Linked DNA regions of Mus musculus: regions 1, 2 and 4 are each linked to region 3. A link is a contact called in public HiChIP or PLAC-seq and promoter capture Hi-C data. All regions are on one chromosome and are shown on one strand. The core of a region is the stretch at or near the end of the contact, and the rest is flanking DNA. Distances in the headings are between cores, read along the strand shown. Region 1 holds the start of Dnmt3a (DNA methyltransferase 3A). Region 2 holds the start of Kif3c (kinesin family member 3C). Region 3 holds the start of Wdcp (WD repeat and coiled coil containing). Region 4 holds the start of Rab10 (RAB10, member RAS oncogene family).

The links. Promoter capture Hi-C pulls out the DNA fragments that hold promoters and counts their contacts. HiChIP or PLAC-seq counts read pairs in DNA pulled down with a chosen protein or histone mark. Capture Hi-C pulls out chosen DNA fragments and counts their contacts.
Region 1: a contact with region 3 is called in an H3K4me3 HiChIP or PLAC-seq map of stem cell-derived neural progenitor cells, with 4 times the contacts expected there. The contact joins the promoter of Dnmt3a here to the promoter of Wdcp in region 3. A contact is called at or near these places in 2 of 39 promoter capture datasets (liver and pre-B cells), 1 of 115 datasets of contacts at active chromatin or transcription factors (stem cell-derived neural progenitor cells) and 2 of 9 other capture datasets (adipose tissue and liver).
Region 2: a promoter capture Hi-C map of liver shows a contact between it and region 3, with 3 times the contacts expected there. The contact joins the promoter of Kif3c here to the promoter of Wdcp in region 3. A contact is called at or near these places in 2 of 39 promoter capture datasets (liver and pre-B cells) and 1 of 9 other capture datasets (liver).
Region 4: a contact with region 3 is called in a promoter capture Hi-C map of pre-B cells, with 2.9 times the contacts expected there. The contact joins the promoter of Rab10 here to the promoter of Wdcp in region 3. A contact is called at or near these places in 1 of 39 promoter capture datasets (pre-B cells) and 2 of 9 other capture datasets (adipose tissue and liver).

What each region holds. Positions count from the first base shown.
Region 1 is chr12:3,804,535-3,811,601 of GRCm38.p6, reverse strand. Dnmt3a (DNA methyltransferase 3A) reads right to left here and starts at 4,622. Exons shown (of 23, transcript NM_007872.4): 1 at 4,482-4,622.
Region 2 is chr12:3,359,841-3,367,142 of GRCm38.p6, reverse strand. Kif3c (kinesin family member 3C) reads right to left here and starts at 2,011. Exons shown (of 8, transcript NM_008445.2): 1 at 1-2,011. The coding sequence starts at 1,162. It overlaps I920046F24Rik (RIKEN cDNA I920046F24 gene), which reads left to right and starts at 1,570. Exons shown (of 1, transcript NR_164312.1): 1 at 1,570-3,634.
Region 3 is chr12:4,840,455-4,848,020 of GRCm38.p6, reverse strand. It overlaps Wdcp (WD repeat and coiled coil containing), which reads right to left and starts at 4,718. Exons shown (of 4, transcript NM_001170858.1): 1 at 4,570-4,718. It overlaps Fkbp1b (FK506 binding protein 1b), which reads left to right and starts at 6,448. Exons shown (of 4, transcript NM_016863.4): 1 at 6,448-6,622. The coding sequence starts at 6,586.
Region 4 is chr12:3,308,276-3,315,188 of GRCm38.p6, reverse strand. Rab10 (RAB10, member RAS oncogene family) reads left to right here and starts at 5,220. Exons shown (of 6, transcript NM_016676.5): 1 at 5,220-5,897. The coding sequence starts at 5,771.

The DNA of each region.
Region 1 (7,067 bases), core at 3,373-5,872, 1.0 Mb after region 3:
CTGAAGGTGCTCACACAACCTGTTGACAGAGCCATTTGTGAGAATGGAAGCACTCTGCCAAGATTTCCAAGTGCTGTCAGGATCATTCTTATAAAACCAAGGCTTTATAAAAGAGACAGGATGGGGTTTTTCGGAACTTCAAAATGCCCCCCCCCCGCTGCCCGGTGCACCCCAAATGCAGACAGCAGAGACAGCAACCCACACATCCACTGCCCCTTGGCTAAGATGGCGCTAGGCTCTTACATACGTCCTGGCAGCCAGCAGTTAAGTCCTACAGCTACGCTGAGTCAACAGATACCTCCCCCTAACTCCAGGACCCTTGCTTACCACACGACATGCTGAACCTGGCTCACATAAAGCAAGCTGTGTGTCCATACATGTCTGCGCAAATATGCAGACACACAGCGTGGACCCCATCTTGCCCACACAATTAGCCAAATGGAGGCAGCTCGGACACAACACAGATTTCAGTGAAAGACTTGTGTTAATGGAACTGGATTGGCTCATTTCTTTGGGAAAAACACTATAATCAACAAGACAAATGAAGCCAGATGCATGTCACCCCAGATACAAGAGAGCTTAAAGAAGGCTGAAGAAGGTTTGAGACCAGTCTGGGTAAGCATGATTTCAAAAACAAACAAACAAACAAACAAAAAAAAAAAACCCACCACAAATGACCCTAAATAAGCCCTTAAAGTTTACACAAACCCCCTTATAATGCCAGCACTTGGGAGACAAAGGCTAAGAAATTAGTTGAAGGCCAGTCTACAGAGCTTGACTACAGAGCAGGGCCCTCCTACTCAAGGGTAGGAGGGGACAGGAGGAAAGGGGACAGGAGAAAGGAGCCTGGCACCTTTAATTTACTATTAAAGCCCTGGTCGGGAGCAGCAGAGTTCCTGTAGAAACCCAGCCTTGCTGAGAAAGCTGCCGGCTTCTAAAATGGAGCTAGAGCCAACTCCCCCAAGGATCACACTGCAGCTCTGACTTCTACCAGCCAGACCTGCTCAATCAACAGCAGGGAGGAGGTGGTGAAGGAGACTTAGGTCAGGACCTGGAGGCGGCAGTAAGTGCTGGGGGGGGGGGGGGGTAAACAGCCCTTCTTTCTCAGGCCCTGCAAGGCAGAGCCAACCACATAAGGAACGGGACAGAACCCGCTTGGCCTCTCCCACAAAGACCCCAACCCAGCTCTTAATGCTCCAGGGGCTCCTAGGTCCCTTCCTAAGGGCTGGAGTGTTCATGGGAACATCCTAGAAGAGGGTCCACCCATCTGAAAGGTAAGGCTCTGTGTGCCTTATCTAGCTCCCTGAGATGGAAATCTTGAGGGAATCTGGGAAGTAACTTGGGTCTGGGGGCGTGGGGGTGGAGGAGAGCTGAACTCTCCAGGTGCTCTCTCAACGGAGGCCTACATGCAGGCAATAACCACTGGACTAACCAGCAACTGAAGGGCTAGGACAGAATGCATCCTAGGAGAGAGTAGGGAGCCTGTCTAGTAGCCTTCCTCATGGGCACCACTAATGTCGAATGAACGGAACACTCAGAAGAAGGCAGATCACCTTCAGTTCCTCCCACCCAGAGAGGCTGGACAAGGATCCTTCAGCTCCATCTTGTCCGTTGCTGGCTTGTGGGAAAGAATGGGGGACCGGGCATGGAACTGATGGTGAACTACCTTTAGGGACCCAGGGACATACAACAGCTTGGACTGGGGACAACCCTTGCAAGTTACCCACACACACATTTCCACACAGTACATTCAGGAGAGCACCAAGTGGAGAGGCTTCAGGGAAGCTGTGGTTTCCATCCTCTGCAGTCAGACCTGACAGATCAACACGTCATCTCTCCCCTCTCTGCCAAAGCCCACCCCTGGCAGCCCCTACCTTCTCCATGACCACTACCGTGGAGGGAAAACATACCACTCTAGCCCTATTCTGGGTCTGAAATTCCACCAGGAAAATCAGAGCCATAGAATTTCAAAGTTGGAATGGGCCTGCAAGCTGCATCCAACCCCCACCCCACAGAGGAATCCTGCCTGCAGACACCCTGACAAATGGCCATTGGCGGCCTCTCTTGGGCTCCTCCACTGTGGAAAGCAGACCTTGAGTCTAAAGGGAACACACCTTTCCTCAGGTTAGGCTCCTGGCGAACACCGGAGAGGCTGGGCCAAGTAACAAGAAAAAGTTTGGGCCACCAGGAGCACACGAATCAGGAGCTGCAGATCTGATGGGGGAAGGGTGCAAAGATAAAGCATGGAGGGGGGGGGGGAGGAGTGCGGGGGGGGGGGGGCTCTGAGAGGCAGCAGGGCCTAGAGAAGGAGGCCACAGGGAAGGGGGAGGAAGGTGCCAGACCTATGACATAAGTTGGCTTGGGGGCCCCTACCTGGACACACACACACACACACCACTCTTCGACAGAATTACCTGTCAATAACAGCTCCACAAGGGCCTTAATGGACCCCAGAGGCAGAGGGGACAAGTCAGCTTGCCCCCAAAGCCCACAGGAACTTACACAACCCAACTATCCAAAAGCAAGTGACTGCTCTAACTACCTGCAAATGGCCCCTGTCTGCACAGAGGATAGCCCAAAGAGGGTCTGCCAGGCTGCTGGGCTTTCCAAATCCCACAGGTCAGTCCTAACACCCCAGCAACGCAAGAATAGCTCCCCAGGCTGCAGCTGTCACATCTGCCTGGGAGGGAGGAGGCACAGTGGAGTAGCACCTGATCCCAGAATCCCTGCACAGCCTGCCCAGGAGGAGGTTCAGCCGCTGGCAGCTCAGGGTGAAACATGAAGACTGAACTGTCCCCGGGGATGCTGATGGCAGTCTCTGGGCACTGCAGTGAGGGGCAAGCTGGGTCACTCGGCCGAAGATACTCCTCCCCAAGGCTCCTGTCCCCTCTGGTTTGAGAGGGGGCAGTTATGCAGTCCCTAGCCCGCCCTTCCTCCCCAGCCCTACGCAGGTCAGAACTGCCCAGCTGGGTGCAAGACGCCATCTTAGGTCAAGGTGCAGCCACAGAAGGCTCCCCCTGGGAGCCCGGGAAGGGAGCTCTGAGAACCCAGTGGGAGCCTTCTCTCACCCAGGGTGTCCACACCTACTCAGCTGGCCTTGCAGGAAAAGAGGAGAGGAGGGGATGCAGAGACAGGGGGAGAGCAACTACTGAGTGGGGAGCGAAGGGAGAGGGTGCCCCCAAGAAGGCAGGCTCCAGGAAAGCAAAATGAAGTTTGGCAGCCATAGGGCTGCGGGCCCCGCGAAGAGGGGTTGGGGGAGGCTGGGGGCGGGCCCTGGACGCACGCCAGCTCGGTCCGCGCCAACGAGGGAGGGCAAGACGGCGTGGAGTAGGGAGTCCGGGTGAGGGCAGGACACGGACCGCGGCCGGAGCCGCTCGGAGGCTCGGGTGTCTCCTGAGGTGAGGGCAACATGGGGACTGAGACCCCCGATCCGCAGCCTCGGCGAGGCCTCGTCCTTCACTGTGCAGATGCGAAGCTTTCAAGGACACGTCTACACCGGCCCGGCGGGGGTGCGTGTGAGTGTATGCAAGGGGAGTCTGCCTCAGGGGGCGACCCCGGCATCCCCACCGGAGACATTTCCAGCCTTGCTGCTCCCGCCCCCGCACCTTCTAGTCCCCCGCGGCCCGGCCCGGGGATCCTCGCCCACTCCCGCCCCGCCCCCATACTGCGGCGCCGCCGCCGCCACCACCACCCCGCTCCCACGGCCCGCAGCGGGGGCAGGGAGGAGCCGGGCGCGACGCCCCCCCCTCCACGCCGTTCCGCCTGGCCTCCGCGGGAGCGTGCGCCCCCGAGCGGGCACGCTCCCCACGCGCGCGCCCCTCCCAGGCCCGCCGGCGCCCCGCACCCCCAAGCCACAGGTGGCCGCGGGAAGATCGCGACGCCGCGCTCCCCGGCGCGGGCCCCGGCCGCCCCTGGGCCCTGCCGGGGGCCTCCAGGGTCCCCCCCGCCGCGCGGAGCCTGCAGGCCCGGGGGAGGGGCGGGGCGGGCGCGGGGCCCGGGTCGTGCCAGGCTGCCATTTTCTGCCGTGGCCACGGCGCTCCCCGGCCGCCCGCGCCCCCTCCCCCTCCTCTCCCCTCCCGCCGCCCGATTCCCGGTCCCGTCCGCACTCCGCAGCGCACGGCCGCAGGCCCCGACCGGGCCCCCGGGCGGGGGCAGAGCCCGGAAGGCGGAGGCGGCGGGGCCCTGCGGCAGCGCGCGTCGGGCGGCGCGCAGGCCGGCGGAGGCCCCCCGCGGCATTGTACGGACTTGAACTTGAGCCCGGGCCGGGCGGGGGCGCCGAGGGGCGTCCGCGGCGGAGGCGGCGCGCAGAAGAGGAGCGGCGGGCGAGCGGCGGGGACATAAACAAACCCTCGGCCCGGGCGGTCCGCGCTCTCAGCACCGCGCGCCGAGTTGCGGGGTCCGAGCCGCGCTCCCCACCGCCTTGCTGTGCCCTCCCGCCCGCCCGCCCTCTCAGCTCCCGGGCCGCAGGCCGTGCTGGTTACCGTGTGGCCCGGCGGGTCGGGCGGCCCGGCTCGCCCTGCTGCCGCGGCGCCGCGTCCCGGCTCGTCCTCTGCTCGCGCCGCCGCCCGCGCCGCCTCCCGGCCCGCCCGCTGCCTGCCGCGCTCCCTCCCTCCGTCGCTGTCGCGCTCCCTCTCTCCGCCTCCTCCGCCGGGTCCCCCCCGCCCGCCTCTTCTCTCCGCCTTCCTCCTTCCCTCCCTCCGGCCGCCCGCCGCCCAGGCCTCCGCCCGCCGCTCGCCCCCCGTGGCCGCGCTGGCTCTGGCCCCGGCGCTGCGGAGCCGCCCGGGAGGCAACCCCGGGGGCCCCGGGGCGCCGCGGCGGGAGCTATCCGAGCCGCGGACGGTCCTAGCGCCCCCGGCGGGAGGAGCGGGTTCGGGACCCCGCCGCGCCCCGACTGCGGCGCTCCGGGCCGGGCACCCTGCCGGAGCTGCGATCTCGGCCGCCCTGTGCCCCTCGGGTGGTCCCCCGGCCGCAACCTCCCCACCTTGCGGCGCCCCTCTACCTGGCGCGGCTTCTGCGCTGGGTCCCCGCATCCAGCACTGGTCGTAGGGACAGCTGCCCCTCCTCTCCCGGGCCGGTGTCAAGTGCCTGCCCCCCCCCGTCCCCCCCCCTCGCCGCCCGCGGAGCCCCCGGCGGCCTTCGCCCTGCAGTTCTCCCGACCTCCACCAGAGCCCACTGCGCTTTGCGCGCCTCAGCACTGGGGCTGGGGACAGCAGCGCCTGCTCAGCCGCGTCGCCACCCACAGCCAGGTGCCGCGGTGGCCAGACGGCTGCACAGGGCCAAGGTCGGAGCGCCTGGCGCCTCGAGGCCATCCTAGAGCATCGAGCACCGCCACGGAGTGGGCTCCCTAGAAGGCAGTAAGCTTTCCGTACCTTGAGGTGTCCAAAAAGAGTTGGATGCCCTCAGGTGGGCTCTGGAAAGATCTGAAGAGGTGGAAGGTTGAACTAAATGACATTGAAGGCCTGCCTCTTCCAGCTGCAAGATTCTCTGCAGACGGGCACTAGACCTGGCTCCCTCAGTGTGGGGGTGCTCTCAGGGCTCCGGGTCTGTAGTGCTCACCTCTCCAGCTACCATCACTGGAGCTTGGCACTGAATCCCCTGACTCCCAGCCTCCTTGTCAGGCTCCTCCCTCCTGTCACTGGACAGCACCATCCATCCAGCCCTTCAGTGCCCCAGTGTCCTGAGTTGCATCTCCCACACCCACGGCACACTTATTTGCAGACCCTCAATGCTGAAGCAGGTTCCCATAGAACACGCCCCACCTAGAACACTTCACCCCATTTGAGGATCAAAGGGACAGTTGCCTAATTCATTGAAATACAGAACCACCCTTTCCTATTTGCAGGGCACATTTACACTTCAGTCTTCCCTACCCCAAAGCAACTGTCCTGACCTTTCCTAATAGCACTCAATATCGCACCCCCACCCTCCACTACTGGTGTTCATTTCTGCCACCCATAGTCTTTCACCTGGCCAGTTCTTAGGACTCGTCATGCCCTGTGAGGACAAGGACACCGTTTGCCTTCAATACAGCTCAGCACCTGTACATGCTACGTCCTCATAAATGTTGGTTGAATGACTGTATGAACTGCAGGCTTCCTGTATCCAAATCCATAGCCCTCCAAATGATGCTCCCAGCTTGACTAAGGACAAGACCATTTTAGAGAAAGGCCTCGACTTCAAGAGTTATATGGCACTACCTCTAAAGAGTAGCCACCAGCCACCAAACACTTCCATCTGTCGAGTGACTTGTACTGCTCCAACTTTTCAGTGAAGAAACCCATGCTTGGACTGGGGATGGAACTTGGTGGGAGAGCATTTGCCTGGTAACCTCCAAGTCTTGGGTTCAGGATTTAACACCACAAACAAAAAGCTCACCATGAGGCTGGAGAGACTGGCTCAGCAGTCCAAAGCACTGGCTGCTATTCCAGAGGACCTGGGTGTAGTTCTCAGCACCCACATGCCAGTTCACAACTGACTATTAACTTCAGATCCAGGGGATGTGGCAGGGATATGGTACACAGGAGCAAGAAAAACATGCTTATGCACAATTTTTAAAAGCCATCCAGGCTTAACCCTGAGTTGGGAAGTGGCAGAGCAAGAGTTAAGTCCAGGTTCATTTGACTCAGGTCAGCATATTACAGTGGGAAGAAGCCAAAACTGACCAAATGAGAGAGCCAAATGTAAGTCTGTATTCAGTACTGATGGTGCTGTCATGGGGAGCCATGACAGCATGGGATGTCTGTGATGCTCATGTAGTCAGGCCCACAGCAACTGTCAGGGGACTTGGGACCAGTGTGTAGCAGTTGCAGGGCGTCACCGTTGGCTCGAGACACCAACACTGCGTCTTTGGTCCAGCGAGGAAGCACATCAGTGCTGGGTGCTGCTGAGACGGGCTTGACCTTGAGGCTCTGTCACAGTTGGAATAAGAAGCATCCCTCTAGATAGGCTCACACATTAATGGGCAGGCCCTTTAAAGGGCTGGCCCTCTGCAGGTGGTGGGCTTTTGTTGTTGTTTTGTGGGGTTTGGTTTTGTTATTATTGTTGGGTTATTTTTGAGACAGAGTCTC
Region 2 (7,302 bases), core at 762-3,261, 1.5 Mb after region 3:
CTTCCTGGAATTCCCTCAGCAGTGTGTCCTTGGGGTCCTCGTTCACCCGCGGTTTGTTCTTGATGTTCTTGGCTCGGTTGGCAAAGCGCAGGGTAGAGAGGCTCTCGTCGTAGCTGTGAGAAGCTGGACCCAGTGTGGCCACCATGATGGTCTTGGCATTGCCCCCCAGTGAGTCTTGGAGCAGCCGGGTTAGCTTGGAGTCCCGGTAGGGGATGTGGGTGCTCCTGTTGCCAGCCAGAGCAGCAATCACATTGCCCAGGGCGGACAGCGAGAGATTGATTTTAGAAGCTTCCTTAGGCCTCTCTCCGCTGCTGGCAGAACCACTAGCGCTGCCACTTCCACTCCCACCACCAGCTGTTGGCTGTGTGGCTGGCCCTCCAGCTGCGTTGGGACCAGCCTTGTTCTGTCTCTCACTGCCGGCCAGGTCTACCAGGTTGAGCTTGCCTACTCGGATATGATCCTGGCCATCAGAGCCACGCTCACTGCACTCCACTGTGATAACAAAGATGGCATGGGACCGAGAGCTGACCTCATTCATGTGGGTGCTGCCCACTGCTCGGGCTTGGTTCCCCAGGTTCATCACATGCTCAATCTCCTTGACATTCTTGGTGACAAAGGAAGAGAGGTCCTTGATGTAGACCCCTGTTTCAGGATTCTCCTTCAGCTCTAGCCTCTTGCCTGGCTCCTTGGATAGCAGGTCTCGGATCTCCTCCTGGTAGATCTCCAAGTAGGAAGCACGAACCAGGTACTGCTGGTTCTGGGAGCGGGAGATGTGGGTGAAGATGTGCTCAAAGGCATTCGGGATAACCCCGCGGAGCTCTGGCTCCACCCAGGTCCCCTGCATGGTGTAGGTCTTGCCAGTGCCAGTCTGGCCATAGGCAAATACGGTGCCGTTGAAACCCTGAAGCACTGAGTCTATCAGGGGCCTCACCGTTTCGTCATACAGGTCGGCCTGCTTGGAGCTAGCATCATACACAGCATCAAAAGTGAAGGTCTTGGGCAGCTCCCCGGGTGCCGCGCGGGGGTTTCGCAGAGTCACCTGGCCCAGTTTCACGTCCATGGTCAGAATCTGCTCATGACCAGCAGCCTCCTCCTTCCTACTGAGGGGGCGGCACCGGGCCACCACCTTCAGGGCCTCGCTGGCCTTGGTCTTACTGGCCATCTTGCACCTCTGTCCTTCCAGGTGGGCCGCTCTGCAGCCTGGGCGGTCCTTCTGCCCTACTCCTAGGTCGGGATCAGTCGGGCTGGCCCAGCCCTCAGGCACCTCTCTTCAATCCGCATGCAGCCTACCAGGGTGGGGATGCAGGGAGTTGGCCCCGAGACTGCTGCAGTCCAGGCCTCCACAGCTCTCCGCGGCTTTCTGTGCACAGTCTGGAGAGGTAGAATTAGGCAGAATCCCTAGGTTACCGCGCAAGCTGCTCCTGCCGAAGGGTAGTGCCTGGAATCCACCCCATGCTGGAGCAAGAGTGAGCGCTACGGCTACAGCTTCGGCAACAATGAGATAAAGGAAGAGGAAAATGAGATGGGGGTGGGCGGCAGAGCTGTCTTTTCCTCCTCCTTTTTCCCTTCCCCTAGGGATCCATGGCGGGGGATGCGAGTCCTGGGCGGCTCGGAGGGTCCCGATCCTCCCGAGGTCAGAGGCTCACCTGGAGTCCTCCCCTCCGGGTGGAGGATCATTCATTGCAGCCAAGGCTGGCTGCTGTTGCCTCTCCTTCGCCTTCCCCGCCGCCGCCACCGGAGAATGAGAGAAAAACAGAAAAGGATGGGGCGGAACAGCGGCGGTGAGAGTGATGTTGCTGCGGCCGCTGCGCTGCGGCCCGGGTTAGGTCTCCCGTCTGGGGTGGGGCAAGGGGCGGGGCCGCGGGGCGGGGAACAAGAGCCCGGCGCGGCCCTTGGGCGAGGGACAGCGGTGCATCGCCGCCCGCACCCCACGGACCCCTCAGGGATGACAGGCTCCGGTGCCCACCCAGGTCCCGCGCCCACCAGTCGGATGCGGCGCAGCCACCGCCAGCCGTCACCCCACCGAACCCGAGCATGCTGGGAGATGTAGTCCTTCCTTTGTTAACCCGGTTCTGTCAGGTTGCTAATGCTTTCTCCAGTCCTCAAGTCTGGGAGCCCCTCCTCCCACATGCAACCCCTGAGTGTGTCTGCTGAGGCTGCACTACCCACGCGTGTTCTCTCGGCAACCGCCATTCTCGGTTTCTCACTGCTCCAACCATTTTGCTTGCAGATGGGCACATGTCACTGTCCTCCATTTCTCAGGGTGTCACCAGGCCTCCTAGAGCTTAAACTCCTAAACATTATTGGGCTCTGTGTTTTCTCTCCCTAGTCTGGTTTACTCCTGGCCTTCCTTTTAACGCTCTGCGGGAAGCACAGTTAACTGATTCCACCTCTTGTGTCTGTACATGGCCTCTGGCTCCAACTACTTCTCCATGACCTTAGGAAGGCCTGTCCATCTTCTGACCTCTCAGCCTACCTCCACTACTCTGATCCAGTCTATACTCCTAAAAACCATGCTGACACACTTTTCTAGCTCACGTGGAGCCCTGGCACTATTCTAGGCGCCGAACCCTTCTTAAGGAGACAACAGGCTGTAATAGAAATGACAGTTGCACCCTTGTGCCTTTGCCCAGAGATCCTGTTACAGTCCTTCCTCTACTGCTCTGCCACTTGGGCAGCACAAGCATTTCATCATCTGTGAAGCTGTGCTGGTTAATTTTTGTCAACACAATCTAGAGATGTCTGGGAAAAGGAAATCTCGACTGAGGAATTGCCTGCATCTGATTGGTCTGTGGGGTATATTCTTGATAGCTAATTGATGGAGGCGAGAGCCCAACCCACTGTGGGAGGTGATCCCCTGGGCAGGTAGTAATGGGTTGTATAAGAAAGATAGCAGAATGCAAGTCTGGAAGCCAGCCAGTAAATAATGTCTCTCCATGATTGCTACTTCAAGCTCCTGCCTTGAGGTCCTGATGCCGGAACCCTGCAGCGCAAATAAACCCTCTCCTCCCCCAGTTACTCTTGGCGGGCAGTGTTTTATTACAGCAACAGAGAAGCAAATTAAATCAGAAACTCTAGGGCTGGAGAGATGGCTCAGTGGTTAAGAGCACTGACTGCTCTTCTGAAGGACCTGAGTTCCATTCCCAGCAACCACATGGTAGCTCACAACCATCCGTAATGAGATCTGATGCCCTCTTCTGGTGTGTCTGAAGACAGCTACAGTGTACTCATATAAGTAAAAGTAGATAAATTTTTAAAAAGATTTATTTATTTATTTTATGTATGTGAGTGCACTGTAGTTGTACAGATGGTTGTGACCCTTCGTGTGGTTGTTGGGAGTTGAATTTTTAGGACCGCTGCTTGCTCTGATCAGCCTCGCTCCTCGCTCTGTCCCTGCTTGCTCCGGACCAAAGATTTATTTACTATACTGTATAAGTACACTGTAGCTGACTTCAGACATGCCAGAAGAGGGCGTCAGATCACATTACAATTGGTTGTGAGCCATCATGTGGTTTCTGGAATTTGAACTCAGGACCTTCAAAAGAGCAGTCAGTGTTCTTACTAAGCCATCTCACCAGCCCCTGGATAAATCTTTAAAAAACAAAACCAGAAGCTTTCTCTGACTGGGTGCTTCCATAGCAGAAAAAAAGAAAACGATGGAATTTATATCAATTAAACCTTGGGCCTAGCATTCCAGATCCTGTATGGTGCATATGTGCACTTAGGTGTGTGTGGGTGTGTGCACGTGTGCATATGCATGTGCACATGCATGTCTCTCTAAGTCAGAGATTGACCTCATTGGAAAAAAAATGTTAGCAAGGTGACTTTAATCTTAACTCTTGGGAGGCAGAATCTCTGAGTTCAAGGCCAGCCTGGTCTACAAATCAAGTTCTAGGATAGTCAGGGCTACACAGAGATTTTTGAATTTTATTTTATGTATTTGAATGTTTTGCCAACATTATATATGTTTGTATCCCGTGTATGTACCTGGTGCCCACGGAGATCAGAATTGGATGTTGATCCCCTGGAATGAGAGTTGTAGATAGTTATGATCTGCCATGTGGGTGTTGGGAACCAAACCAGTGTCCTCTGTAAGAGCAATACATGCTCTTGACCACCGAGCCATCTCTCCAGAAGCCCCTTGAGTTTGTTTGGTTTTGTTTGTTTAGTTTTAGTTTGCTTATTTGTGGTAGTTTCTCCCTGTCTGTGGAATGCACTGACTGGGTAAGTGGTTGGCCAGTGAGCTCTAAAGATGTGACAGTCTTTACCCCACTCCTACCCCAGACCCAGTCCCCCCAGTGCAGGGATTACTGGGGGGTCACAACTCAGTTCCTCAGGCCTGGGTTATCTTCCCAGGTCACATAGTATCAGCTGTGATTTCTGCCCAACATTACACTCTGCTTCAGCTTCCTCAGTGCTTAAAAGTGATTTGAGGGCTAAAGAACTGGCCTGGCCATTTAGAGTACCGGCTGCCCTCGCAGCGGGCCTGGGTTTGGTTCACCACCATCCATAACTCCAACTTCAGCTTCTTACCTCCACCAACACCAGGAGTGCACGTGGTACACATACGTAAGTGCAGGCAAACACTCCAAGACATAAAATAGGAAGAAAATAAGAATAAATAATTATTTAAAAATGGGTTTTGGTGTATGATGTTTATTTTATTCACAAATTTGTTTTGTTTTTGTTTGGTTGGTTGGTTTTGGTCTTTTGAGATAGGGTTTCTCCGTGTAACTTGCTCTATAGACCAGGCTGGCCTCAAATTTACAGAGATCTGCCTGCTTCTGCCTGTTCAGTACTGGGATTAAAAGCCAGGGTGCACTGCCACCCCCACCCCCACTACCCAGCTCTTATCTCACAAGTTTGTAAAATAAAGTTTATCAAATTAAAAAAACTGGAGATAAAAATAGGTATGGCTCCAGCCAAACTAAGATGATGCAGCAGGAAAATCAAGACTTTAGTCATCCCCAGTTACAGAACAAGTTCAAGATCAGCCTGGACAAGAGAATGCCCATCTCAAAAAATCAAAAAAGAAAAACACCTTATCTCCTTGTGTCACTGCTACCCCTTAATTCCTAGAATTTTGATTTTAGCTGGGCCAGCAGCTTAAGGTCTATCTGGTAGTTTGCCCACTTCCAGAGGTTCCTGGCCTTCCTCCTGACTCTGCTGGTCCAGCTCCAGTGATGAACTTGGCTTTGGGGCCAAATTCTGGTGACATTTTGGCTGTGCAAACTTTACCTTTCTTGGCTTTAACAACTGACTTCTGGATAGTGTTTGATTCTTGAACTACTTCCTTGCTGGGTTTGGCTTGCCTTTCCTTGCTGGGTTTGGCTTGCTTTTTGCACTTCCATCTCTGTTTGGGCCAACTCACCTGCCAGCAGGACTGGATATATATCGTTCCCACTGGCCCAGGTTCTTCTGCTTGGGAGCCGAGGGTGAAAAACCAGTGCTTCCAAGATGAAATTCCCTCTAAATAACTTAGTGTCTCCGAACAGCTTTTTTCACAGTAGGATAAGAGTGTTTACCTTCCCTTACAGGATTTACATAAAGATTAGGTCAAAAGACATGTGTGCTTGTTCTTAGGCCACAAAAGGTACTCAAGAAAAGGGGAGTCCAGGGTTAAGGATCTGGCTTAGTGGGTGGAGCACTTGCCTAGCAGACAAAAACCTGACTTTGATCCTCAGCCTCTGAAAATCTGGACACAGTGGCAAATGCCTGTAATCTGAATACTTGGGAAATTGAAGCAGGAGATTCAGAAACTGAAGGTCAACCTTGGTCTACAGTTAGTGTGAGGTCAGCCTGTGCTACAAAGAAACAAACAAGTTCCTTTTCTAAAGAAGTAAATACGTTCCTTTCCCCCTCATCCACACACAGAGCAGTGTCTCTCAAAGCAGAGTTTTGTGTCTTAAGATTTATGTATTTCTGTCTTACGTGTCTTGGTGCTTTGTCTGTATGTATGTTTGAAGGTGCCAGACCCCCTAGAATTGGAATTACTGACCGACGTGAGCTTCTATGTGGGTGCTGGGAATTGAACCCATGACCTCTGGAAGAGCAGCAGCCAGTGCTTTTAACTTCTGAGCCATCTCTCCAGCCCCATCTCTCACCATTCTTTTTGTTTGTTGTTTGTTGTTGTTGTTTTTTTTTGGGGGGGGGGACAGGGTTTCTCTGTGTAGCCTTGGCTGTCCTGGAACTCACTCTGTAGACCAGGCTGGCCTCAAACGCAGAAATTCGCCTGCCTCTGCCTCCCGAGTGCTGGGATTAAAGGCGTGTGCCACCACGCCAGACTCCACCATTCTTCCATGTTTTATTCTCCAGCTATGCTGACTTGCAGTCCCCCTAAGATGCACCACTGTTTCCCTGTGTCCCTGTGCTCCCTTGCTGCTCCTCTGCTTGAGGTGTCCTCCTCCCTCTACTCCTGTCTACATAGCCTCATCTTCCACAGCTCAACCCCACCTGGGTCCTGCTTACACTATTCAATGAGACTTTCCTTACACAGGCCTGCTTTCCCCTTCAGTAAACCCCTCTGGAAACACCCTCAAATCACACCCAGAGTTCAGAACTTTATTTTTTAATAGAGAGAGACAGAGAGAATCCTAAGTAACGCAGTCACTCTTGTGAAACAAGCACTCTTCCCCACCAAGCCGTCTGGCCAGTCCTCTATTCTACTTTGAGACAAGGTCTTTCTTTTTTGTTTGGTTTTTGTTTTTTTTCAAGACAGGGTTTCTGTGTAACTCTGGCTGTCCTGGAACTTGTTCTGCAAACCAGGCTGGCCCAGGGCTTCCACTGTGTAACTCTTACAGGACTCTTTATAGCGGGACTTGGGACAACCAAGTCTGTCTTTCTCTCCATCACGTATGTCCCCTACAGGCAAGAGCATGATTTTTGCCCCCATGCTTCCTTTTTTTTTTTCACATTCAACACACTGAATTTTGTGATTGTACAAACTTAGGCAATCACTCTTGTTTGTTAAGCAAATGAGCACATGTTAAAAACTTTTAGGGTAAGAAATTAATGAAGTGAAACCAGAAGTAACCTTCTACTGTAGTATGCTCTACTTTGACTAAAGTAGTCCCATGATTATCACTTGCATGGGCCTCCTGTAACTCCTAGGAAATGGGAAAATACTAATAATTAATTAACTAATTTTATTTATTTATTTATTTTGAGACCGGGTTTCATTGCATAGCTCTGGCTGTCCTGGAACTTACTCTGCAGACCAGGTTAACCTCGAATGCACAGAGATGTGCCTGCCTTTGCCTCCTGAGTGCTGGGATTAGAGGCGTGTCCTTGGAAATATCCTTG
Region 3 (7,566 bases), core at 3,469-5,968:
TCTTCTGGTGTGTCTGAAGACAACTACAGTGTACTTACATATAATAAATAAAATAAATCTTTAAAAAAAAAAGAGAGAGAGACAAAGTGGTCTTTTCAATTTCTGTATTTGGAGGGAATTCTTTTTAATAATCATATATCCAAATTATCTTCTTATAGTAAAATATTAATATATAAAAATATACTTAGTTCATAAAGAGTTTTAAGACTTAAAAAAATCGTAGCTTTTAAACAGTCAAAGAATATTAATCATTTTTTGTTCACCCCTGAGGGTTGGATCCAGGACCTGGACATGCTAGGCAACTGCTCCATCTGTGAACTAGACCCCATGCCTATCAGCAGGCAGTTTCCCCAACACGGATCAGTGAATGTGTAAAGGCTGGGTGCCAAGGCCAGCATGGCCCTAATCGAGACAGACTGACATGGTTCCTGCCCCTAGGACAGGGCTCCAGTGTGAGCTTCCAGGAATGTCAATGGCTGCCGTGGGTGTCAGGCTTGCTTGTGTAATAATGAACATACTCTCTGGGTCCACAGCAGTGGAGGCCTCTTTTCTCCTGAGGAATGCCCTCCTTGTTTATGACTCCATGATAATTAGAAACACCAGGAGTATAGCTCTGTCTCAGCAGAATGGTAAGTACTGGGACCTTCAGGACAGCCCTTAAGGATACAGGAAAGAGCTCTAAATACTTGAGTTTGAAAACATATTCTCAAACATGCAAAAAAAAAAAGTATGCAAAATGAATTATGAGGGGTTTCACAACTCTAAAGGAACAAAAGCAGCTGAGCCGTGAGCCGATTTGTTAGAAAATTACTAAGGATGGAGATAAAGAGACTTAGGGAGTGGTGGTCACAGGACCCCAACCAGCTGAGTGTTCTGTTCATGCTTACAAAGGCAGATGGTTTCCTGAGTTCAGGATCCATCTAGAACAGAGCAAGGGTAGGCTCAGGCACGGTGGGAGGTGTAATTTTGAGCAGGGTTCCACCCAACTAGCTTATTGTCTGTGTTTAACAAAGACAGATAGATCTCTAAAATTCTTTTGCAATGTTTAGAAAAAAATGTATCCTGAAATGTCTCTGAAGGATCAAAGGGCTAAGGTGGGCAGTGGTGGCACACGCCTTTAATCCCAGCACTTGGGAGGCAGAGGCAGGCTGATTTCTGAGTTCGAGGCCAGCCTGGTCTACAGAGTGAGTTCCAGGACAGCCAGGGCTACACAGAGAAACCCTGTCTCAACAACCCAAATACATACATACATACATACACACACAAACACACATACACACACAAACACACACACACACACACACACACACACACACACACATACACACACACACACATGGAGGTCAGCAAACAACCTTTGGGAGTTGGTTCTTGCCTTCCACCATATGGGTCCTGGATGTGAACTTAGATGTTAGGCTTGGCAGCAGTCATCCTGACCTGCTGGGTCACCCTGATGACCCTCATTTTGGCTTTTTATTTTGTTGTTCTGATCTGGGAGGGAGGTGAGGCAGGGTTTCTCTCTGTAGCCCTGGCTGTCCTGGAACTCACTCTGTGGAGCAGACTGGCCTCGACCTCACAGAGACCCGTTTCCTTCCCAAGTGCTGGGATTAAAGGCGTGCACCCTTTAATAACCACCTGGGTTATTTTGCTGTTTTTTTGTTTGTTTTTTTTTAAATCACTTTTCTATTCCCAAACCCAACTACCGAACATATACCTTCAGCATATAAAAAAGTCCTTCTGAATCTGAGGATGTGGGTCATTGGTAGATTCCAGCCTCAGATGCTCAAAACCCTAGGTCCAATCCCTAGCACCCAAAGTAAAAGGAGTGAAGTTCTTTCAAAAAGCATCAAGACATTAAGGGCCTGTGTTATTTGCTACAGATACAACTTTCTAACTTGATCTGTTTTGGTCCTAAAGGAGGCAGAGGTAGCAGGATCTCTGAGAGTAAAGGGCAGCATAAGCCTCTACCTACCTACCTACCTACCTACCTACCTACCTATCTATCTACCTACCTATCTACCTACCTACCTATCTACCTACCTACCTATCTACCTACCTATCTACCTATCTACTACCTATCTACCTACCTACCTATCTACTACCTATCTACCTATCTATCTATCTATCTATCTATCTATCTATCTATCTATCTTGGGGGTGGGAGGGAGATACAGGCCGACCAGAGTCACATGGGGGGAGGGGGAAGAGTCTGAACACCACAACCATAAGGTGCACAAAGAGTCAGTGGGTTGACTTAGCCCATAAAAGTGTTTGCCATAGGACTGGTGAGATGGCTCAGTGGGTAAGAGCACCCGACTGCTTTTCTGAAGGTCCCAAGTTCAAATCCCAGCAACCACATGGTGGCTCACAACCACCCGTAATGAGATCTGACTCCCTCTTCTGGAGTGTCTGAAGACAGTTACAGTGTACTCACATGTAATAAATAAATAAATAAATAAATAAATAAATAGTGTTTGCCATAAAACCTGAGGTCAGTCTCAGAATCCCACAAAGTTAAGGGAAAGAACAAACTCACAAAAGCTGTCCTGCGACTTCCACAGATCTGCTGTAGTATGTGTGCCCCACCTCAGAAAAAACAAACCAAGCCCGGTGTGGTGGCGCACACCTTTAATCCCAGCACACGGGAGGCAGAGGCAGGCGGATTTCTGAGTTCGAGGCCAGCCTGGTCTACAGAGTGAGTTCCAGGACAGCCAGGGCTACACAGAGAAACCCTGTCTCGAAAAACAAAAAAAAAAAGGCAAGGGCTGGAGAGATGGCTCAGCAGTTAAGAGCGCTGACTGCTCTTCCCGAGGTCCTGAATTCAAATTCCAGCATCCACATGGTGGCTCGCAACCATCTGTAATGGGATCTGATGCCCTCATAACCATCTGTAATGAGATCTGATGCCCTCTTCTGGTGTGTCTGAAGACAGCTGTACTTAAATTAATTAATTAAATCAATCAATCAATCAATCTTTGGGACAAAGCAAACCAGGCCAGCAATCAATCAATCTTTGGGACAAAGCAAACCAGGCCAGAGCAAGAAGGGGAAAAAAAGGAGCCAGGCGGTGATGGTGCATTCTTTTAATCCCTGTACCGGAAAGGCAGAGGCAGACAGATCTCAAGGCCAACCTGATCTATAGAGTGAGTTCCAAGACAGCCAAGATTACACAGAGAAACCCCGTGTGTGTGTGGGGTGGGGTGGGGTCGGGGGGGAGGTTGGACAGATAAACAAAAACCCCAAACCAAATGGAAAAAGAAAAAGGATAAAATAAAAAAGAGAGAGGAAACAAAGTGTGCAGCTGTTTTCCCAGAGGAAGACGAGGTGCTGGATGCCAGAGGCGCTTCTCTAAGACAGAAAGACTGCGCTCACAGAATGTGAAGACTGAAAAATACTTGAGGGACAGCATGCAAAATTTTAGCTTGAGAAAGAGTTGAACCATTAGTCAGAGATGCAGAAGGCAGGCATGCTTTGAAGATGAGAAAGGTGTGTAGTATGTAAGGTATTTATTTTTCATACAGACCCTCACGTAGCCCAGACAGGCCTAGAGCTTCCTGTTCTCCTGCCTGCACTTCCTGAGTATTGAGAATAATACCGGTCCAGTTTATGCGGTGCAGGGGATGGAACCCAGAACCCTCTGTATGCTAGGCAAACACTCCACCGACTGAGATACTGCAAGCTGTGACAAAATTTAGTATTAGATGAGTTTTATGTAGTGGTATTAAACGTGTTTCATGAAGGTGCCTGTAAGGTAGCAGTAGATGTACCTTAGGCAGTCACAGGGAAGGATTTGGGAGTCACTGATGTAAGGTTAGTAAAGCCAAAGCAAGTAAGGATCTTATCATTTAACAAAACAAAACCTGAAAGCCAGTCAACATAGCCCAGCAGTTATCAGGGGCTTGTACACAAGCCTTATTTATACCTGAGTCCAACCCCTGGACCCCACAAAGTGGCAGGAGAGAACCAACTCACAAAAGTTGTCCTATGACTTCCAGCTATGCACCAAAGCAAGTGCACGTGCGTGCGCAAACGCTGAGGCGGGCGCGCGGGCGCAGGCACACACACACACACACACACACACACACTGCCTCGAGTCCAGCTAGGTCTAGGCTAGCACTGATTGCAAAATGACACCCAGTCTCAAAAAGACCAAACCAGATAAAAACCAAACCAAAACCAAAACTCCCCATCTAGCTTCCCAGAAGGATGAGAGACGTGAGACAGAGATACTGGCAACAGCTTAACTGATCATCCCGTTAGAGCCTCCTGGAATTAACCAAAAGCTCGGCTATTATCATTTGTAATTTAAACCAAGTTCTTAGTTCGGTTTGTTCAAACATCTCAAAGTTCGTAGGCGACTTTAACTTACTACAAACAAGGCTATATTCCTTAAGCTCTATTACCAGAAGTATCACTCGTGTATCCCAAGGGCACTTGTTAAAACCCACACCGTGAGCTTGCTTCTACTGCAGCCTGGTCCTCTTCCAACTCTCCCTCAACTTCTCCCCACGCCTACATCCCTGGGCCTGAAGTGCCACCCACTTCACACACACACACACAACGAAATACCTTAGTCTTCTGCCTCCCCGTCCCACACGTAAAATCCCGGGGCCGCTCACGTCACAGGACCGGGAATCAGAAGTCCCGGGCACCTAACGGAAGCCTCGGCCTTTGGACCTCGGAGATGCCTCTAGACTATTGGCTATTGAGTGCGTCACGTTAGCGGCGGGTCCTTCCGATGGCCATTAAGCGCGGGCTTTGCCGCAAGTGTTTCTGGGAGTTGTAGTTCCCGCGAAATCACCGCCCGAAAATCTTCACAATACACCTCAAGTGCTTCAACCTCTTTTCCCACGCAGGTCTCAACTGTTCTCTTAGAAGTGGTTGGCAAGAGCCGGGCGTGGTGGCACACGCCTTTAATCCCAGCACTTGGGAGGCAGAGGCAGGCAGATTTCTGAGTTCTAGGCCAGCCTGGTCTACAGAGTGAGTTCCAGGACAGCCAGGGCTATACAGAGAAAAAAAAAATTGGTTGGCAAGAGGGAATCGGAATTCTACAGTCAACATGTGTAAAAAGTTAGTGTTTAGTTTAGAGGGGAGTCAAGAACTCCACATTTAAAAATCCCATAAAATATCACTCCCAAAATGTAAATACATCCGTTTACCTGAAGCCAGCCTCGTAGGCCTGCCCAAGTAGCAGATCTGTTCTACCCCGATCTCAAAGTACCTGCCCAAGGCCATAACCAGTAGGGGGGTGAGGGTCAGGGTTGGAGGGTGGGGTGTCTTAAGCTTTTTTGTTTGTTTGTTTGCCTTAAGCCCTGACGACTCTAGGGCACACACACGGGTTTTTTTCTGATCCTAACGTGCACAGTACCGTAAACCAGCTTTTCTGAGCACCAACTTTAGTCCTTGTATCCTGGCAAGCTAGTATCTGCGAGCTAGCCACTTGGAAGAGTGGAGATGGAGAAACTGAGGAAAATGCGTCAAGTTCCAGTTCTGGGCCTTTGAATAAATAGGTCCTTCTCCCATACTCACCTCCCATTGGCTCTTGTCAGAAACAAATTCAGATCTGTGCAACGGGTGTAGAAAAGATGGGGGTGGGGGGCATTTCTTAAAGTCTCCTTCAGCCTTCAAGCAAATGTTTTCTCCTCCCAATGTATCTTCCTAGGGGCCATGGACGTAACCTCTGTTAGCTTAGCGTGAGTGAACAGGCCCTGGCTTCCCTGGATTCAAGTCCCAGGACCAAGGAAGCGGAATTCGGATTGGGGAAGGACAAAAGTATCTTTTTAGATCCTGGTTTGGTTTGGGTAGAGGTAAAAGAATTCATTCATTCCTTCTATAGCATTCACCATTCAGGCTGTCGCTGTATCTTCAGCACAGAGCTGATCCTCCTTTAATTCAGTTGGAATCCCCAGGGAGCAGTCCTTTACCTTGAAAGGTGAGACCTCCAATACATATACCTGCTGTAAAACTTTGAGGAATGATGAATGTGGTCTTAAGGTGGTTGAGGAAAATTCGTCAATAATTGGTTTCTTCCCTTCGCCGGCTCTGCTCCAATAGATTCGGGAAGCCTAACCCGGGTAGGTATCAGTCTCGGGTGCTTCCGTTTTACTCTGAACCCCACGGCACTGAGCACACGTATTTAAAGAGTTAGTTTAATTACCGACTTTCTCCTAGTCTGTAGGATTGAGTGGACTCCCTGGGGCTTTGCACCCTGTAGGTGCTAAATAAATATACACTGAGTGGATAGATGTGTGGATGTGCTAGTGCCGGCACGCCTCGCTCACCCTGCCTCCCCTTTCAGCCAGTGGGTTAATGGTGGTTAGTCTGGCCAGGATCCGGAGCAGCCACGTCAGGGTCGCTTCCCTCGGGCTCCGCCCCGGCCGACCCCACCTTGTCGCACAGCTCCACCCCGCCGCCCCCTTCCCGGCGGCCCCTCCCCGCGCAGGTCCTGACTCCAGCCGCACCTCCTCCGGCTCTGCAGTGGCGGCAAGAAGGCGAGCGGGAGTGCCTGCGGGGTCCGCGCCAGAGCGGAGCCGGGGTCGGGGCAGCCGCGAGGACCCCCTTGGAGGCGGGGCCTGTGGGACCGTGATGGGCGTGGAGATCGAGACCATCTCCCCAGGAGACGGTACCGGGCGGCTGGGCCCGGGAGGAGGAGGGGTCCCGGGGCGGAGTCCGCGGGCTGGGATCTGATTCCGAGGTGGCTCCGGGGACCTGAAGCGGGGAGAGGGTCAAAGATGCGGGCGACAGGAGGAGACCTCCTTCCCCGATTCTTGTGGGTTTCAGAGGACAACGCACCATCCCATTCTGCGCCCGCTCACCTTGGGGAGTGAAGGCGGCCACCTTAGGGCAAGGGGGTTATGTCCAGCCACTGTCCTAGGCTGCGGCTGCTATCTCCTGAGCTGCAACCTCTCGATTAACCGCTGCTACTGACTTCCCAGGTTTGAATTTCTGTTCCGTTTTTCCTGTTCGGTTCCAGGGATGATCTCGCTTTGGGGGTTCCTGCTGTACAGAGAAACCCCTCCTATTGCACCACACCTCCCCGCCCCTCTTGTCTGGAGGCCCCCAGGGCTGGGCAGTGGTTAGTTGTGGAGAGAGCCAATTTGGGAGCCTGCCACTCCTTTGGCTGCTTCTGCTTCCTATTTCACCCTCCCGGTCCTACTCACCCTTCCTGGTCATCTGCCCTCTACCATGCCCTCCTCAGTCAAAACCCAGCCTTCGGACCTGCTGCTTGATCCTCCTGGGGGGTCCATGGTGCCGGGTCAGCCAGGTCAAAACAACTCGCGTTCCATAATTTGGTTCATCGCCCCACCCCACCCCCTCCTCCCAGTCTATCTATCTCTGGGTTCCCTGTCTCACCAAGTTTCCTCAACTATTTAGAAAACTGGGTGTATTCAACATATTCAAGGAGTAGCTATTTCTTAAGCAAAATTTAATCCAGACCAAAAGCCACCCCCAAGGTCCAGAGTGTTTAACAAGCAAACTTGCTGTTGGATATTATTGGCATGCTCCTTCGCAGGGAGTTAAAGGGCTTCTTGGTTACAAACCGAGGGCTTCCTGGAAGTACCCGAT
Region 4 (6,913 bases), core at 3,971-6,470, 1.5 Mb after region 3:
AAACTTTCAGGGCCATCTTACTTAGTATGTGTGTATTTGAGTGCACATACACACATGGATGTGTATGATATGTAAGATCACAACACACATGTGGAAGTAGAAGACAACTTTGTGGAATCAGTTTTCTTCCTTTTCATATGGGTTCTGAGAACTGAACTCAAAGATGAGCAGGTTTGTGCATCAAGGGCTGACCCAAGGCCCTGATATAAGCAAAGAGAGCTGGCCTTCAGCTGCTGAAGTCTGCAGTGTCAGTATTTTTATTGGGGGTTGGAAGGTTGCTGCCTTCAGCTACTGAGCTTCTTTCCTTTGGTTTCATCAATCCTTCTGATATTATTAAATCTTTGCACATCAAGTCAGTTCTATTTTTCCTGCTATAACTTTCATTTCTTCCTTTTCTGACCATCTCTATTCTTGTTAAAAAATATTTGTGTGTGTGTGTGCCTGGATAAGTTTATGTGCACCATGAACATGCAGGGTCCATAGATGCCAGGGAGCATCAGATTCCCTGGAACTGGAGTTATAGACAGTTGTGAACTACCTGATGTGGGTGCTTAGAATCAACTCTTGGTCTTCTGCAAGAGCAGCAAGTATGTTTAACTACTGAGCCATCTCTGTACCTCGCCTCCTCCAGCGTACATTTCTATTCTTTGTTCAGGTTCCTGTGACTATTTTTCTTATTTATGTTTTCTTTCTTCTGTTTCTTTCTTTCTTCTCTCCTTCCTCCTTCCTTCTTTCTGGTTTTTCAAGACAGAGTTATTCTATGTGGCCCTGGCTATTCTGGAACTTGCTCTGTATATCAGGTTGGTAAGGAACTCAGAGATCTACCTGTCTCTACCTCCCAAGTGCTGGTATTAAAAGCATGCACCACCACTGCTGGGTGATAATTTATGTTTTCTAATGTGCAACGTTTTATTCTTTGTCCTTATGGTGTAACTCATAGCTCCTTAATATAACAGAAACAATTTACTTTTGCACACTCTTCTGACTATACAAAGCATATTTACAGGCATTATTAATTTTTTGAAACCATCTTATGAGCCCAATGCCCTTTGGTACATGAGAGGAATAGACTGAATAAGGCTAAAGGAGTAGTCCCTTATTACATGCCAGTCACTGCAAGCTCATTCTGGAAGATACATTGGCTGCAGGTTTAGTGCATTCTGCTGATTTGCAGTTGTGATTAGCCTTAATATTGTTTTTTGTCTACTGAATAAACAAACCCTACAGTGGAGTTGAGGTCTTTATGTATGCCCTAAAATTAATTTTTTTTTTTTTTTTTTTTTGGTTTTTTGAGACAGGGTTTCTCTGTATAGCCCTGGCTGTCCTGGAGCTCACTTTGTAGACCAGGCTGGCCTCGAACTCAGAAATCCACCTGCCTCTGCCTCCCGAGTGCTGGGATTAAAGGCGTGCGCCACCACGCCCGGCTCAAGTTTTTCTAATAACAACATTTATTTAAAAAAATAATTTGAGCCGGGCGTGGTGGCGCACGCCTTTAATCCCAGCACTTGGGAGGCAGAGGCAGGCGGATCTCTGTAAGTCTGAGGCAGGCTTGTCTACAAAGCAAGTTCCAGGACAGCCAAGGCCATTAACACAGAGAAACCCTGTTCAGAAAACAAACCCCAAACCAAACCAAACAGGATTTCAAGAAAAAGAAGGTGATCCTTTCATTGTAGCATTGTATTTGCTTTTTCCTTTATAAAACGTGCCGTCCCTCTGTCTTTTGAGACAGGGGTCTCACTATGTAGCCCTGGCTGACCCAGAGCTGGCAGAGATCTGCTGGCATTACAGGCATGAGCCACAGTGAAGTTTCTAAAAGAAATATTTATCCATTGTGAAGTTAATACATTTAAAAACATAATTGGTTTCTTGCTGATCGAAATAGGGTCTCACTCTGCAGCCCTGGCTGGCTTCTATCTTGCTATCAGGCTGGCTTAGAATTTACCTTGAACCTTCTACATATGCTTCCCCAGTGCTGGTATTATAGACCAAGCCCACAACACATTGGTTTTGAGAAGTACTGAAGGAGTTCAGAAGGGAAAGAAGCTGCTTAGCGCAGGGGTTGCTATGGTGAGGACATTTAAGCTCAAGGCTGAAGGGATAGCAAGTGATCTGAGGTACATTTTACAAGGAGAAAACCACATAAAACTAACCTTGAAAGCAAGAAGATACATAGTAACTATGGGAGAGAAAACATTTCCTGCTTTCTAGAGAGATGTAGGAGGTAGGGTAGTTCACTGGGCCTGCAATCTCTTGAACGCCTACTGCCAACAGGGAGGCAGCAAATGGTGATAAAAATAGCCGTGGCCTCTGGACAATCAGGTCTGTCTAATGAAAACCTTCCTCAAGGAAATCCCTGTAGAAGATTGTGGGTGTGAACACAGGAAATGGGTAGCAGTAAATAGGCAAAGTCCTATAGACTCTGGAAGAAGCTGGTTTTACAGTTAGGTGATGACACAGCAAGGCCAACCTACCTTTCAAGCAAAGATGCCATTCTTAGGAAGAACAAAGTCACCAAGGAAAGGAGCTCAGATAAAAGAATAAGGAGGAATCAGAGAGGTGGGTGAAGACCTGCCTAGTATGTATAAGGGTTCAATTCCCAATAACCAGAAAGTCAATTCCTTTTTAGTTTTGTAGCTGGGAAAGGATGGGAAGAATGAGAGGGTCTCTAGCTCAGTATTTGCTGGAGGCTAGCTTTGAGCAGCCAATCCTTGTGTCTCAGCTCCTGAGTATTAGGATTACAGACATTTTAACTACATCCAACAAAATTATGATCTCAAGGATCTACCATTCCATGATCCTGATTTAAGAATGAAAACAACTGTTAGTAAATATGACCAAATAATTTGCAAAATTTCAGAATACAAAGTTTGGAAACAACTGGGATATAGAATGAATTTAAAAATGGTAATTATTGGGGCCTAACAAACACAGAAGTGGATGCTCACAGTCAGCTATTGGATGGATCACAGGGCCCCCAATGGAGGAGCTAGAGAAAATAACCAAGGAGCTAAAGGGATCTGTAATCCTATAGGTGGAACAACAGTATGAACTAACCAGTACCCTCCGGAGCTCATGTCTCTAGCTGCATATGTATCAGAAGATGGCCTAGTCGGCCATCAGTGGAAAGAGAGGCCCATTGGTCGTGCAAACATTATATGCCTCAGTACAGGGGAACGCCAGGGCCAAGAAGTGGGAGTGGGTGGGTGGGGGAGTGGGTGGGGGAGCATGTGGGGGACTTTTGGGATAGCATTGGAAATGTAAATGAAATAAATACCTAATAAAAAATTGAAAAAAATGGTAATTATTTCTAGCAGTCCATTACTTCCCAAATTTGTGTGATAGTATTGTTTCCCAAATTCAGCTTTCTACTTTAAAAACTAATAAATCCAATTACATTCAAGAAGGGGCGGTAGCACACACCTGCAAACTTGGGAGGGCGAATCTGGAGAAGGTTGAGGCTTGCCTGGGTAATTTACAGACTAGGACTTTCAGAATGCTTTACAGTATTGGAATTTAATCAATTGAGCTATTTGAGAAAGAATAATCTCAACCCACCTCCACATTCTGACAAGGTCTCCCAGGCTGACATCCAATTCTCTTTTGTTATCAAAGATGACTCTACACTTCTGATTTTCTGGTCCCCAACTTGCAAGAATTGAACCCAGGGCTTCATTTATGCTAGACAGGCACTGTACAAGTGCGCTACATCCCCAGCTCCTTGAAGATTTTCCTGGGGTGCTCAAGATTATGACTGAGCTAAGACAAAGCTGAGAAGCTTACCGACAACTTTTAATAGAATTGTTGATTCATGATACAGCACGACAGTCCCAGCTGGAGGAAGAATGATTTGGAGGATATAGTTTAATGAGAAAACTAAAACCAATCAGAGAATCAACTGGGAGATGGTTTAGAGAACACAAACACCTTCAAAGGCTTATGGGTGTTTAGAAGGAGGACAAGTCTTTGAAGAGCATGATCACATCTAAGATGGTCAGAAAAGAACATGATCAAAGGCTTTACTTACACATGAAATGCACATGTTGGTGATGGCGAGGTGTCTGCCAAAGTGTAGCTTATTTTTATTTAATATGCTTATATATTTGTTATATGCTAATTAGTTATGTGTGTGTGTATATAAAATTTACCTAAATAAAAATCTCCTTATTGGTGAATCAGCTCATCAGGTTCAACCATTCTACCATCACATTCTGCGGGTGCTGGAGCATACTTAGAAAGGTAAGTTAGAAATTTGCTTATTTCGACTATAGAAAGGAAGAAAAGGGAGGTGTAAATAAAACTGATAGGGAGAGAGGGAAAAGGGACAAAACTAGAGAAAAGACATGGCACAGGTGTGGTGGAGTTACCCCACCAGAGTAGCCCTCAGGAGGCTGAGACTGGAGATTCATGAATTGGAAGTCAGTACTGGTGTACAGACTTTGCAACAAAACAACCAACCTACAAACAAGTGAAAAGCAAGGAAGAGATCGGTTGGGATGGGGCAGGCTTTCAGATTTTCGATTTGGTGGTACAACTTTGGCTACAGTGACCGCCCGCCTTTTCTGAATAGAGCGCTTCAGCTCCCGGGATTCCAAGGGCTGCTTAGGCCCGAAGCAGCAAAGAAGCTTCCATTCGCAGGGAGGTTCTCCCCGCACCCGGGGTTCCTCAGGCCGATGACATCATTCCAACCCCAGGAGCGCTGCGCCTTTTTCAGTTTGGAATCCCGGCTCTATCAACTCTAGCTTCTTAAGGAGACCAGGTTGTCAGGACCAGCCCACAAGCGGGATCTCTTCTGGAGATGTCCGGGTTTAGTAAGGAGGTTCCTGAGTGGCCCAGAGCACTTCTTTCTCTCTCATCTATATGAACTATACACACACACACACACACACAGCCAGCCACGCCCGTCGCTGGGCTAACATCCTTAGCTCCTCAACAGGATACTGAGAGGGAGTAGAGGATTCCAGCAGTCAGCTGGGCGCCCCGGAAAAGGCAAGGGAGGGAGGGCAGGAGCTATACGGACGTAGTGCGCCTGCGCAGTTCCCGGGCCGCACCTCCCCCGCGGGGCGTGTTCGTCAAGCCGCTCACCCAATCAGGAGGCCGTAGGGAGCGCGCCCGCGGCCTCGCCCCCTCTGGTCCCGCCTCCGCGTGCCCTACTTGCCCGCCCGCGCGCGTGCGCAGAGGCGGGCCGCAGGGGCGAGGGCGCGAGAGAAGGGCGGGTGTACGTCCTTGCGTGCGTCTCAGGCTGCGCGCACGCCGGCGTGAGAGGGCACGGGGAAAAAGGTGGCTCTGGCCGGGGCGGCTCTGTTTCCTGGGGTTATGTAGCAGGGCTTGTCGGCTCGCGAGACCTCCCGCTGCCCTCGCCCGTGTCCTAGCGCGGGGTTTCTGCTCCGGGCGGAGGCCGTGTTCAAGCCCGCCGCGCTCCCTCGACGTAGAGCTCGCTCGTCCGCCCGTGGGAGCGTCCCGGCCGAGCTGCGCTGAGGGGGGAGGGGAGGCCATTTTGTCCCGACCGACTCCCCGGAACCGGGCGGAGCGGCTGGGAGAGGCTGCGGAGCCGCGGGCGCCGCCCCTCGGAGGCACGGGCGCCGCCACCGTCGGGGCTTCCTCGACGAGGCCGTTCGGAAGGTCTCCTGCTCCGTCTCGAGAGCTGCTTTCTCCTTCCGCACACGCTACCCGGCTGCTGCGGCCCCAGAACGCCCGGGTGAGGAGTTGGTTGTAGTGAGCAGTTCCGATCCCTTGGGGCTACCGGCGGCGAGCGCCCGAGCCGCTCCTCCCAATGGCGAAGAAGACGTACGACCTGCTTTTCAAGCTGCTCCTGATCGGGGACTCGGGAGTGGGCAAGACCTGCGTCCTTTTTCGTTTTTCGGACGATGCCTTCAATACCACCTTTATTTCCACCATAGGTAAGACCTGTGGGAGGATGGTGTGGGGGCTCTGTAGCCGCGAGCCGTTTTCTTTTATTCCAGACATCTTGCTTCCCGGAATTTACGCCTTTGTTCCAGTGATTCCGATTCCAGACGACAGACCTAAGTTACTGTTGGAATCGGAATAGCCTTACTGGGGCGGGGTCTTCCCATGCTTACCATCCGGTCTCAAGTCTCCTTCTCTGTTCGGTGCCTTCTGGCACAAAATATGCAGCATTTAGCAGCGTTCCAGAATCCGGTTTCTTTAAGTGACTTGCCTGGCCTTACCATAATTGCATGAAGTTACTTGATGTGCTATTTGTAATAGACGTAATTTAGTGGTTGGGATTGAAGCAGTACTGGCTATGTGGCAAAGGCCCGAATTGGGGGTCAAAGAGAAAATATTCTATCTGACTGTAACTTGGAGTAAACTTGAGAGTTGCAGAATCATTAAGGAAAATGAGAGGGGCGGGGGAAAGTGAGTTGGCTGTCTTGACTGAACCATTGATGTGTCAAACAATCGGAGGCCCTTCGTGCTTGGGGTGGGAATCTGGCATGGTTGGCTCACAGTGCTTTTTCAAGACCTCAACGAAGCAGATGGACGGTTTCTGTTTTCAACCCAATGGAATCAAGTCAAGTTCTAATGTTTTACTTGATGTTAGAATTTACAGGAAAATCTTTCGTCAGTCATGGCTCTAAGGACTTCTAATGTACTACCACATATTTCGGAATTACTTGGTATGGAAATAAAAACTGACCTTTTAAATGGGTTTCCTGTTTCGGAAATGAAAAGGGAAGGTTTCAAGAAAGTCGTTTTGACGCTGGCACCAACATCAATTTTGTCAAAGTAACTGTACATGACCACCCCCCTCCCTGGTTTTTTAAAGTATCCGGTGTCTTTCATTTTTGAACCTCAGCTCCGGCATTAGAGCAGTGCAGGAAAACTTGTGATAAATGTAACTAGCTTCACGATGAGAAGCGACTCTAGTGGTTTTCCTTAAGAATTGTGAAAATCT